Linked DNA regions of Zea mays: region 1 is linked to region 2. The links are chromatin contacts, called in public Hi-C maps. All regions are on one chromosome and are shown on one strand. The core of a region is the stretch at or near the end of the contact, and the rest is flanking DNA. Distances in the headings are between cores, read along the strand shown.

Evidence for each region. Hi-C and Micro-C count contacts between places; a contact is called where the count stands out from the background.
Region 1: a contact with region 2 is called in a Hi-C map of leaf, with 7 times the contacts expected there. The contact joins the promoter of LOC103631208 here to the promoter of LOC100281788 in region 2. A contact is called at or near these places in 2 of 25 Hi-C or Micro-C datasets (ear and leaf).

Annotation. Positions count from the first base shown.
Region 1 is chr1:5,374,095-5,380,651 of Zm-B73-REFERENCE-NAM-5.0, reverse strand. It overlaps LOC103631208, which reads right to left and starts at 4,476. Exons shown (of 2, transcript XM_008652169.4): 1 at 3,652-4,476; 2 at 3,016-3,560. The coding sequence starts at 4,476. The coding sequence ends at 3,537.
Region 2 is chr1:5,153,019-5,159,744 of Zm-B73-REFERENCE-NAM-5.0, reverse strand. It overlaps LOC100281788, which reads right to left and starts at 3,667. Exons shown (of 6, transcript NM_001368098.1): 1 at 3,455-3,667; 2 at 2,727-2,835; 3 at 1,812-2,587; 4 at 386-771. The coding sequence starts at 2,570.

The sequences.
Region 1 (6,557 bases), core at 3,227-5,726, 220 kb before region 2:
AGCTAAAACGAATCAAACTGACTCATTATGTAGCCCTACTATATACATACATGAGAAATATTCCAACTTAACAATAACACACCCACATGAATTAAGGTGCTGTTTGGTTCAAGAAATGTAACACAAAGGGTAATGGTAATGGTTTACATTCGATTACTGACGGTAACAGGTTTGAATAGTCCAGTATCAATTTTTAGTATGATATCTTATTACGGTGGGACTAAAACAAACATGATTTAACGTTATCACTTACCCATTACGTTACAAATATCTGAACCAAACGGTACCTAACATTTAAGAGTTCCGTCCCTACGGTCGCCACGCTCACACAACGACCATGCCGGCCGTGACAGCACTAGCGCCACCCACCGATGCGACGAGCTTTGGCGACGGAACAAAATACTAAGGTTTTCTTAAAATTAACTACCCAACAAGACGATCTACCAACACATAAACTAACTTGAAGATATAGAACGAGATAATGTGCTCTCCCAAAGCAGTAAACTGCTCTATTAGAAATAGGAAATACTATCTTCATAGTAGATTTGTGAAATGTCATCTATCTTATCCGACTATGATAAGAATCGTGCACCCATCCTCTTAACCGTGCATAAAGAAGACAGCAATACTCTTCTCTTATAGCACAACGTAAAATACAACCCAAACACAAGATAATACACCAAAGGGCATAGGGTATTACATTTTACAATGGTTTGAAACTTTGAACCAGTATAAATCATTGTTTCATGTTCACCACCGAGTTTGATTTTAAATTGAAGCCCATCAATCTCTACTTTGGGTAATCTTGTAGTAGATTTGTCGTTCATTAGACGCCGACAGTTGTTGCTGTAGGTAGTGCTCTCGACGAAAAAACAGTTGAAAGCTTGAAGGATATCATTACGAAATTCACGATAGGATCAACCATCATCTTCGGTCCCTAGGCTTGCAGGTTAGACGGCTTCAGCAAACTCCATGGTTGCCTTGTGGCGACTATCGCCGCTACTGAGAGGGAACCAACCTCCAACTCTTCATCAGACCTTGTTGGAGGACCTTGTCAAAAAAATTTGGCGAACTTTTCATGTTTTTGACGAACTTTTGATGTCAAGTCCAATTCAGATGAGAAAATAACCCATACATATATTGAATTCGACTGACGTAGATAGGGGCCAGTTGGGGGGCCTGGGGCCACAACACCCCAACCAAAAAGAACTCTTTTACGTGCATATTTACAACTAAAACAAAAGGTTTAGTTTGTAATGATTTAAAATTTATTATGTAATTGAGGCATACATGTGTTAATTGTTACGACTACCGCATATATACTAGCACAATATCCTTGTTACGACATCACGTAATCATTGTTGGATTTGGCCAGACCCTACTAGACTCCTAAAGAAAAATCATAGCTACACCCCTGACCTAAACAAAGACAAAATTTTGGAGTCTTTGAAGCCATCGTACAACCGCAGTTCAAACCTAGATTTCGTACATAACAGTATCATTGGCTAGGTGCGTGTAACAGTATCATTCGCTAGGTTTGTGGTGTTTCGTGTTTGTGATTCCAGCTGATTGCCGTCCCTTTCGTTCGTCTGTGCGCATGCTCGTATCATCATCATCATCATCCATCTCGGGGTGTTTTTTTTATCATGGATGCGTGCGTGCGTGCGCGACGCTGCCTGCCATCTTACAACACGGTATCTGTAGTAAGATCGATGCAGCGAGGAGAGGTGAGACGGAGATGGCATCCATGGAGTTGCTTTCGTGAACAGATCATGCTGCTGACGGCGCCCAGCGTTGGACGTAGTCTCTCTCTCTCTCTCTCTCTCTCTCTCTCTCTCTCTCTCTCTCTCTCTCTCTCTCTCTCTCTCTCTCTCTCTCTCTCTGCGACATTCTCGTGTAACGTAATTCGACAGCAACAGCACGTAATAATGCATACAAACATTGATAGAAGAGTATAAGCATTTGCATTTCTCTCCGGTTGGTGGGAAAAAACGAGCGAACCCCAGCCAGATCACCGGCTTTGCGTTGCGTCGGAGCTATAGATGGCCAAAAAGCACGAGGCCCGTGAGCCCAGCACGAAGCCCGCTTTTTGGGCCCGGTCCGAACCTGGCACGGTAGAATAAGCGGGCGGGCTTGGACAGGAAACTAGGCACGGCGGGCTAGCCCGACACGGCCCGTTTACCTCTAAGCCCGTTAAGCCCGGTTTTTTTACACTAAAACGTGCTTACCGGCCCGTTTAGCCCGCTTTTCGGCCCGTTTTTTCGTGCTAAACGGGCCGGCCCGGCCCGTTTAGACCCGCTGCGGGCCGGGCTTGGACAGAAAATTAAGCCCGCTGGCACAGCAGGCCCGGCCCGGTTTTTGGCCGGGCTTCACCGGGCCCGGGCCGGGCCGGGCCGGGCGGCCCGTTTGGCCATCTTAGTCGGAGCATGCATGCCAGATCGCGCATCCCAGTGGCGCCCTCAGACGGCATCTGCCTGCCTGCTTAATTCTATTTCTATAGCCTGTGTACGGAGGAAGCTGATTACGTACTAACTGAATTTTGAAGGAAAGAGAAAAAAAAAGAAATAAGAAGAAGCCTTTGTTTCGGACGGCACAGACTGTCAAAGATTTTCTGAGTGCAAATATATATGGCGCGAGATTGTTGATCTTGCTTGCTGTTCCTGGTCAGGTTCCAGCTTCTTTTCTTTATCCTTTTGTAAACGAGTACGGCTCGTCCTTCTTCTGATTATATATGGGAGATGGAGACACACTTTGGACGCTAGTTTACTGTCTAAACCTGCACCTGCTTCTCAACCTCGTCCGGACAGATCCCGTGCGTGGTGTGGCTCTGTTCAACGCAGGCCTGAGGGGTGTCGAGCCGGCCGGCCGCCCAATAGGTCGAAATGTGTGTTTATAATTACATATATATATATATATATATACATAACTATTATATATATATATATATATATATATATATATATATATATATATATATATATATATATATATATATATATATGGGACAAAATGGTCTATATATAAACTTTCGTCCGGGGTCACTGAAATCTCAAGCATGGCCCTGGTTCAACGCGAATTTTTTGTTGAGCCGACCAAACGAATTCAATTTACGGTCGGAGAGCGCCAAGCACAACGTGCTAAACGAGTGCTAGGTCAGCAGTATAAAGAGCCGAGGATTTCTTCTGGAATAATGACGCTTTCAGTCGCTGCCGCAATCTGTTTACTATTCCTTCCCTCCCCGGCACCCCCACCAGGCCACCACCACCGGTACGTGAGGCAGAAAAGGCCGACTCCGTTTCGTTTCTACGGATTAATGTTTAAACTTTGGATTTTAAACTGTACATCACGAGCCATTCACGCGGCAGTTCAAATACACGGACGCTGTAATCTTTGTGCGAGGTGTGGTATAGAGATGGCACAGGGCGATGCCATGACCGCCATCACGTCGGACAGACGATGAGCAGACAAAGAGCTCGGTGACGAGACGGCACAGGGCGACGGACGGCTCGGAGGACTTCACGTGACAAGGTCGTGTGCTATGCGTCTTGTTGTCCGGCGGCCTGAAAAAGTGTGCGGGAACGGCAGTGTCAGTTTGGAGTCTTGGGAGAGGATGGAGCGGACTGATCATCGGTGGAGGGGCCATGGACGTACGCTGCACTTTTTGCAGTAGAGGATGGCGTCGCGGACGGCGGTGTCGGCATTGCCGTGGCACCAGTCGAGGCTGGACGCGGACGCGCGCGCCGGGCTGGCCGGCGCCACGCGGGGCCGCCGCCTCGGCGCCGGGAGACGCCGCAGGGCCCTCACCTTGCGGTACAGCGGCAGGAGGAACCGGAGGTACTGCAGCGGCATCTTCCACCACGACGAGCGCCTCCCGGCGGCGGCGGCCCTCCCGCCGCAGCACGGGCTCGGGGACGGGGAGGCCGGCGCGCTGCGGGCCGAGCAGAACAGCGGGTCGCCGGGGACGAGGCGGCCGTCGCGGATGACCCGGCGGCTCGCGCTGACCAGCGCCGGGGACGGGGGGTCACTGCCCCCGCCCACGCCACCGGGAATAATAAGCCCGAACTCGAAGTCGCTCTCCGGCGGCGGCGCGGCCGTGGCCGTCCACCGCATGGAGAAGAGCGCGGCGGGGTCCATGTCGATGAACGACGACCTGGAGCTGCCGAAGGAATGGCCGAGGTCGGCGTCGGCGACGAGGTGCTCGAGTGACGGCGCCCGCGCGCCGCGCTTCGCCAGCCACCCGCGGGAGAAGCTGTCGCCGAGGCGCTGCTGCGTCGGACCGACCTCCATGAGGGCCTGGGCCTGGGCCTGGCCGGCGTGCGTGCGCGCGCGCGCGCGGACGGGGGACGGGAGACGGCGCGGTGGCAGTGGCAGCGCTGAGGAGGGGCGTGCACGGCATGGGCAAAGCGAAGATATAGGCGCGCGCCGCAATGTCCGTCTCTGTGGGCTTGTGGTTGTGGCATCGGGCGCAATGTCCATGTTGCCCCTTGTCCTCGTGCCGCGCTTCTATTTTCTTTTACCCAGCAATTTTGTTCTATTTCTATTTTCCCTCCCTCCCTCCCGTTTATTACGCTTGTTATCGCTGTCATGGCAACAGATTCATTGAGTCTTTCTTGTCCCGTGAAGGAAAAAAAAAGGTCTCGTCTCGGGTTTCGATGTTCAGGTCGCTGGGCGCGGACGGATTATCGACAGATACAAACAAACATACGTACGTACAAAAGGCACGATGGTTTGTATTCAATACTATTCAGGCTCAGGTGTTATCCGGTCAACTTCACCTCTTTGGAGGATAGCAAGGATGGATTTTGGCCCTAATCTCCACAGATTCATGTTTCATTCTCTATCTTATTCTATATTTTAAACTTCTCTAACCGAACAGTAATAATATCATCTATAGTTCCACGTCTCTTATTTTACACACTCTGTCTAAGAACCGTCTCATTTTTAGACTCAATCACGGGGGCGGAATTTTTTTCGTTATTCGACGGTTATGAACTAAACCGTTATAGCTCCACATACAGTTTTAGAGCATCTCCAAGAGTCTTTCTAAAGTTTACTCTCTAAGTAATCACTTCCTATATCCAACAACTTTTCTATCTTATTTACACACTAAAGAGTTATTCGCGTTTTCTATCTTTGGCTAGCGAGAACCCCAGAATATAAGAGCATATTCTTCTAATCTATATAAATATTTTTTATTTTAAAAATACCCTCCAACATGTTATCTAAATATAGTCAAATTCTATTCCGGGTTTCTCGCTAGCCAAATATAGAAAACATAAATGGCTCGTGCAAACAAGATATATGGCATATTTGTTTTAGCTTATATATTATATAATCTAGATTATATATTCTTGGTTATAATCTGCAAAAAATATAATCTATGTGTAGCTGTTTGAATGACCAAATTATATAAATGAAGATTATTGATTTTTGAGACACAAAGACAATAATACCCCGCGTGCGTGTGATTTAGGGAAAGAAGAAAAAATGACAGAGGTTGTAATTTTATGAACATAACCATGAGTACAGGGTCTTTTGTCAAAAATGATTTCAAATAAGCTACTCTTAAGGAGATTATAAGATTATCACAATATGAGTTTTAGATTGTATAATCTGGACCTATATCTAGGTGTTTGTTACCTACTAGATTATTTACACTATATTATATAATCTGTACATATTATAATCCAAAACAACTACAACCATTGAAAGGCCGTTGGAGATTGAAAGGATATAGAAAATATTTTTTATGCAAATGATTCTCTAAATGATACTTTAGAGAGTGAAATTTAGAAATACTCTAGGAGATACTCTAAGATATCTATATTTTGATAATTATTTAAATAAGTTGTTGAAGAGTTTTTTTTTTGAAAAGAACCCTATTTTTAATAATTAGAAAAAAAATATAAAGAGTCTCTTGGAATTGCTAGGCTTTTCCCAATCATTGTCATTGTAATTTGTAACAAACAGTTATAGCTAATGCTACGGTTCTAAATAGGCTGTGAAAAGGGAAACTCGGAGAAAGAGGAAGAACCACATATGTTTTTTCTTATCATGTCACGTCGTTGTCCAATCTCGGATTGGGGCCATAGCATTCGGGCATCGGCTTGGATCGTTCAGATCATGGAGCCACGGGACGTGTGTGGCAGGCTTGGGGCTTGGGCTATGCATGATTAGCGGTGGCAAAGGTGACAGAGAGAATACGGTTCAAGGATCAAGAGCACTGAACACGCATGGTCCACGACTTTCACAAAAGCTAGAGAAACCCTGGAACAAAGTAGAGGAGACTGTCTGTGTAGCGTGTAGCAACGACGACACCCGGACATAGCAGTTCGCCGTCCCAGGCTCATGTTCCGGTTCCACTCGTGCAGTTGTTCTGTCTCTCGGCTTGCATTTAAAAGATACTGAAAATAACTGCAGGGTTAAGTTAAAGTTAACCTGCTAGGCTAGGCACTAGATGCTTCTTCATGTTTGGCGGCACAAATTAAACTCTTGACAGCACTGTCACTGATCAAGGAACGGGGTTTAGCAGTAATTTTAAATGCATATGGGAAAGG
Region 2 (6,726 bases), core at 2,418-4,917:
GCGTACGTGCAGCGTGCCAACTAATTACGCTAGCACGTACTACTGACAAGGTTAGTGACGTGTGGTTACTAGCTTGCTTGCTTGGTAGCTCGGTTGCTTCTTGCTCTATCGTAGTATTATTGTATAGCTACTTGCATGCACTAGCTGTGTTCATATGAAACATAAAAACGAACCTGGTTGAAGAAAACTAGCCTTAATCAGTTAGCTTCTTGTAATCCCTAGCTAACAGGTAAACAAGCTGGTACGTCGACCATCAAGTTAAGCTAGCTAGCACGTATGCATGCATCAGAATATATACTAGCTAGGATTATCGGGGTAGAAATTAAAATCATCACACCACACACTAGCGCGCAGCTAGCTGGAAGAAGCAGTGCAGCATGCTTACGGGTGCAGGAAGTGCTCGAAGAGCCACGCCCGGAGGATGGTGACGGCGCGCTCGGGGAGTCCGCGCTGCGGGCGCCACGGGTGGCTCTCCATCATGCCGGCGGCCTGGGTGAGCGCCTTGTGCTGGCGGATGCACTGGTCGAGCACCCTGAGCCTGGGCGTGTCCCCGCGCGTCATCCCGGGCACCGCCACGTCCTTCTCCCCGAGCGCCCTGCGCGCCGCCTGCAGCTGCGCCACCACGCCGTCCCGGAGGCTCCGGAAGTGCCGCGAGATGGTGCGCGACGCCAGCGCCGTGTACGCCGCCGCCGCGCGCTCCCCGGCCACCGCCTCGAACCCGCCCGCCAGCGCCCGCATCTGCTCGCAGTACCGCCGGTATCTCCGGTCCACCTGCAAATATAAATTATTAACGAGTGCAAGTGCATGGATGCATGGTTCCATCGAATGGACATTTTTAACAGACGCGTCCGTCCATGCATATGCATGCATGCATGCATTTCCAGTTGTTCCAGTAGCTAGATTCGTACTACCACCACACACAGACACAGGTGCAGGCACAGGCAGTGGCAACTGGCAAGGACACAGACACAAGTGATGCATGGCCGGCCAGCTGCAGGGCCAATGTAACAGTGAAACGGTAACAACTGCCGGTGCAGTAACTCTGCCACTGCCCACACAGCTGCTGCCTCTGCCGCCCTTCCGGTGGTGGTGACCCCATGCAACCCACCTAGAACTAGAAGAACTCTCCAATAACATTTCACGTGCGAGAGAGCTAGCTGAGCCGAGCTCCTGCGGCTGCCTCGCAGCTGAGCACAGTACCAGTAAAAACTGCCTCTGCCTGCGTGAGCGTGACTACTGTGCGATCGATCGAGCCCGAGACATTGAATGGCAAGGGGATGGGCGTGCAAAGAAGAAGGCAGTGGACAGTGGAGTAGTAGCTAGCACCTAGCAGCATGCAGAAGCGAAAGAAAAGGCCAGCAGCAGGTCCTTGCACTCCCAGAGTCATAGCGCTGTGCAGAGACTGTGCGGGCGAGTCTGCCGCAGCACAGCTGCATGTATGACCGGCCGGGGGTGAGGGAGGAGGGGAGGGGACCCCGAGCCCCAGCCCCAGCCCCAGGGTCGATGGATGGATGGAAGATACCCCAAGGTGGGCGAGGGAGAATAGAGGTTTCCAAAAGCGAAGGGCGAGGCCCCAGAATGGCGTCCCTTCCCTGCCCTAGTCGCAGGTGCACCCTTCCGGCAACCATAATTGAACTCCTGCTGCTAGTAGTACTTTCCTGCTAGCTTTTTTTTTTTGTCCCCTTATTCTCCCCCCTCAGATTCGTCTTGGACTAGTAGAGCCTAATTAATCATGGATTAGCTATCTAGCTAGACCCGAGCTGCCCAGCTCGCTCGGCGATCGGTCGGTTGCGAGCTATAGCGCTGCTCACCTCTTCCAGCATGATGTAGAGCTTGTCCTTGAGCCGCTGCAGCTCCAGCGCGTCCATGGCCTGGATCTGCGGCGACGGCGCCCAGGAGGCCGACGACGACGACCCCTCGGCGCCGCCGCCGTCTTCTTGCTGCTGCTGCTGCTGCGAGGCCGGCTTATTTGCGGCCTTGGCGCGCTTGCTGGAGGCGGCAGCGCTGCTGCTGTCCACGGGGAGGCTGCAGAACTCCTGCAGGACCTGCTGCGCCGGGACGAGGAACCTGGAGCTGCGCAGGTGCCACGCGTGCTGCTGCGGCGACGGCGAGTAGTCGTGCTGCTGCTGCACCCACGCCGCCGGCTGCTGCTCCTGATGGTACCGGGACGAGGAGCCACCGCCGGCGAGGTGCTGCTGCTCGTGCAACGTCGTCGCCACGTCCGGCCGGCACAGCGACAGCGACAGCGGCGCCTGGTGCTGCTGCTGCTGCTGCTCGCTCAGGAAGCGCATGGTGGCGTCGTCCGCGGAGCCGCTGACGTCTGGCCCCACCCCCGCGTCGTCGTCGTCGAGGAGCGCACCGGCCTTGCTGTGGCCGTGATGGTGGTGGTGCTGGTGGTGTGCCGCGGCGGGGGGCATGGCGGCCAGGCCACGCATGCCGAGGAACTCCATGTCGTCGGCATGCAGGCCATAGAGCTCCGGCGCCCCGACGTCGTCGTCCATCGCCGTGGCGCCCGCCGCCGCCGCCGCCGAGAAGTAGTCCGCGAAGCCCAGGCTGGGGTCGTGCGCCATCTTGATCGCCCGCGCTTCTTGAGGTTGAAGCGCGCGCGCGCACACACACACACAGCACACGGATCAGCAGAAGCGCGGCGGAGAGGGCGGGGAAGGAAAGAGAGAGAGTGGAAGTGGAAGGAATAGGATCGAACAAGGGGAGAAGGAGAAAGTCACTTTAATTTTGTCGTGCGGAGTGGCTGTCAGGCAGGGCAGCCGCTGGAGCTTCAGTGCTTCGGAGGAGAGGAGCTCGATCGGCCGACCAGATAAATCTTTCCTGACATGGCTACAAGAGGCACGTAGTTAGTGCTCAGCGACCACCGGCCGGCCGGCCAGCAGTGATATGATCCATGCATGGGGATAGCTACTAGCTACTGATACTACCCAGCTATAGCTCATCGTCGACCAGCCCAGACGACACGCATGATCATCGATCAACGAGGAACACAGACACACAGCAAAAGAGAGAGAGAGAGAGAGAGATGTATACACACACATATACCAGAGAAAACATATACAGTCCTGATGAGAAAAGAGAGAGAAAAAGGAGAAAACATAAGCAAGCAAGCAAGCTAATTAAGTCAAATAAGATGCGTTGCAAGTAGCAATCATCGGGGGAGAGCAAGAATAGTAGCACGAGCCGCTAGCAGATAGATAGCTAGGTAGCCATAGGCCCCCCCTCTTTACCTCTGCCAAGCAAGCAAGAATCTCGCTTTGTGTTGGGGGAGGGCAGGGGTGGAAAAGGAGGAAATTGGGATCAAAAGAAAAGGCAGGCACAGCAGTAGCACAGGGGTGATTTGGACGCTCGGGTCTTAAAGAAACCAACCAAACCCAAAGATCTCATCCGCGAGCGGGGAAGGGGAACGGGAAAAGGGTGGGGGCGACGGGCGCCAGCAAAAGCATACATGGCGACATGCCGCGAGCGAGCTGCTGCTGCTGCTGCTGCTGAGCTCGGAGGAGCGAGGGGTGCAGTGCAGTGCAGCGGTGGTTGCCGCGTCAAGCTCTCGCCCCGCGCCCTGCCTCCTCCTCCTCCTCCTACTTGGCTTTGGCTACTTCTCTGCCTCTCCGCGCTGTGCCGCTGCTACTAGCACTAGCACTAGCAGTAGTGGCCCATGCCCAGTCTACTCTGCTGCATCGCGCCTATATATATCCCGTCCAAACATCTGCGTGCTGAACTCAACTCACGAGTGGTGGTAGGCTAGCACCAGTATCCGTATGCATCTGGGAGGGTAATTAATTGCGTCCCCCCAGCTGGCCTGATTAATAATTATAATCTGATCGATACTACCACTCTCCTTTTCGCTTTCGCCAAATTATTATGTCCGTATGTTTCCTTTGTTTCCAAATCACTACCGAAATTTGGCTCTTCGTGAGTGTCAAATAATTTGCTAAGTGTTTTTTTTCGGTGAGCTCTTTACCAAGTGCCAAAGGATAGTTTGGGAAGTCTCTTGGAAATAACGGCAATGTAATTGTCGGTGTTTCGAAACCCGGGGGTCCCTGGACCGACGAGTGAATTGTCGCCGCGTGCCCCAGCCCAGATGGATCGACGCAAGGCGGAACGCGAAGGGGGGAAAGGAAGCGGCCGGAGGGAGGCGGGCGTGAGAGAGTGTGGATCCCGCGGCCTTCGTGTTAGCCCCGCGCCTGAGTCGGGTGCGCTTGCAGTAGGGGGATACAAGCGTCCACGCGGGAGTGGGAGCGAGCGGCCTTGCGCGAGCGCCGTCCCGTCCTTCTCCGCGCGGGCCAACCCTCTGTAAAAGGGCCCTGGTCCTTCCTTTTATAGGCGTAAGGAGAGGATCCAGGTGTACAATGGAGGGTGTAGCAGAGTGCTACGTGTCTAGCGGAGGAGAGCTAGCGCCCTAAGTACATGCCATCGTGGCAGCCGGAGGGGTTTTGGCAACCGGTTCGTGTGGTGTCGTGGCCGTCGGAGGAGTGCTGGAGCCTGGCGAGAGGGCAGCTGTCGGAGCCGTCGAGTCCTTGCTGATGTCCTCTTGCTTCCGTAAGGGGGCCGAGAGCCGCCGTCGTCACAGAGTGTGCGGGACGCCATCATTGCCTATCTGGCGGAGCGAGCCAGATGGGACGCCGGTCTTGTTCCCCGTAGCCTGAGTCAGCTCGGGGTAGGGTAATGATGGCGCCTCCTGTCGACGTGGTCGGTCCGCGCCCTAGGTTGGGCGATGTGGAGGCTCCTCCGAGGTCGAGGTCGAGTCTGTCTTCCGTGGCCGTGGCCGAGTGAGAGCACCTAGAGGGGGGGTGAATAGGTGATCCTGTAAAACTTGAAAACTTAAGCCACAAAACTTGGTTAAGCGTTAGCATAGTATATGCCAAGTGGCTAGAGAGGAATCTCAACAAAACACAATAACCACAAGAAATCAATCACAGAGATGGCACGGTGGTTATCCCGTGGTTCGGCCAAGACCAACGCTTGCCTACTCCACGTTGTGGCGTCCCAACGGACGAGGGTTGCAATCAACCCCTCTCAAGCGGTCCAAAGACCCACTTGAATACCACGGTGTTTTGCTAGCTTTTCTCAATCCCGTTTGCGATGAATCTCCACAACTTGGAGCCTCTCGCCCTTACACTTGAAATTCACAAAGAAGCACGGATCAAGGGAGGGATTAGCAACGCACTCAAGACAAGAAACCACAGGAACACCACGCACACAAGTTGCAACGAGAGCTCACAACACAACTCAATGAGTTCACCACTCAACTAGAGCTCTAATTGCTATCGCAAAGAATCAAAGGCGCGGAATCGATGTCTTGGTGCTTAGGAATGTTGTAGGAATGCTTGGTGTCCTCCTCCATGCGCCTAGGGGTCCCTTTTATAGCCCCAAGGCAGCTAGGAGCCGTTGAGAGCAATCTAGGAAGGCTGATCTTGCCTTCTGTCGACTGGCGCACCGGAAAGTCCGGTGCACACCGAACACTGTCCGGTGCCCGATTTCCTTCCATAAATGGCGCAGTCGACCGTTGGCAGCCTGAGAGCCGTTGGCGCACTGGACATGTCCGGTGCACACCGGACAGACCGGTGCCCCCTTCTAGCCGTTGGCTCGGCCACGTGTCCCGCGCAGATCGCGCAGCCGACCGTTGGCCCTGCCGACCGTTGGCTCACCGGACAGTCCGGTGCACACCGGACAGTCCGGTGAATTATAGCCGTACGTCGACGATGAATTCCCGAGAACGACGAGTTCGCCTGTGAACGGCCCACCGGACAGTCCGGTGCACCATCGGACAGTCCGGTGAATTATAGCCGTACACCGCCGTCGAAGTCCCGAGAGCAGCCACTTTGCTCGAGCCAGCCTGGCGCACCGGACACTGTCCGGTGCACCACCGGACAGTCCGGTGCTCCCAGACTGAGCATACTTTGGCTGCTCGAGCCAAGGCATTTTCAATTGGATTTTTCCTGTTTCCAGCACTTAGACACAATACATTAGTCTCTAAAACAATGTACTAAGTCTGAGAAACATACCTTTATCCTTGATTTGTACTTTGTCCACCATTTTACACTTAGGCACTTGTGTTGGACACTAAACCACCAAAATACTTAGAAATGGCCCAAGGGCACATTTCCCTTTCAATCTCCCCCTTTTTGGTGATTTATGCCAACACAACATAAAGCAAGTAGAACAAGTACAAAATCACTTCAAATAAGAACTCAAATTATTTTGATTCAAATTTGACATATATGGATCACTCTTTGCCACCACTTGGTTTGTTTTTGCAAATCAAATTCAAATTTCTATCTCTAAGTCAAACACACATGTTAAGACATAAAGAGAGTCATTCCAAAAGAAATTGATTGATTTCAAAAACTCCCCCTTTTTCCCATAATCAACATTTCTCCCCACAAGAAGCCAACTTTTGACAAAAGAGACAACAAAAGAGTTTTGACAAACCAAAAGCTTTATTCTACTATTTTCAAAATCTCTCAAGTGGTAGCTGATCCATTTATCGCTTTGGCCTTTATTTTCTCCCCCTTTGGCATCAAGCACCAAAACGGGATCAATCTTGGCCCTTTAACCCCATTGCCTCACCAAAATCTTCAAATAAGAACACATAGGCAATAAGAGTATAAAGATGAACTTGGAAAAGTTACTCTTTTCATCGGAGTGCAGTGGAAGACTTGCATGGTCCAAGTCCACCTTTTCCCTTTCAATCCTCCTTTGAGACTAAAACAACCAAAC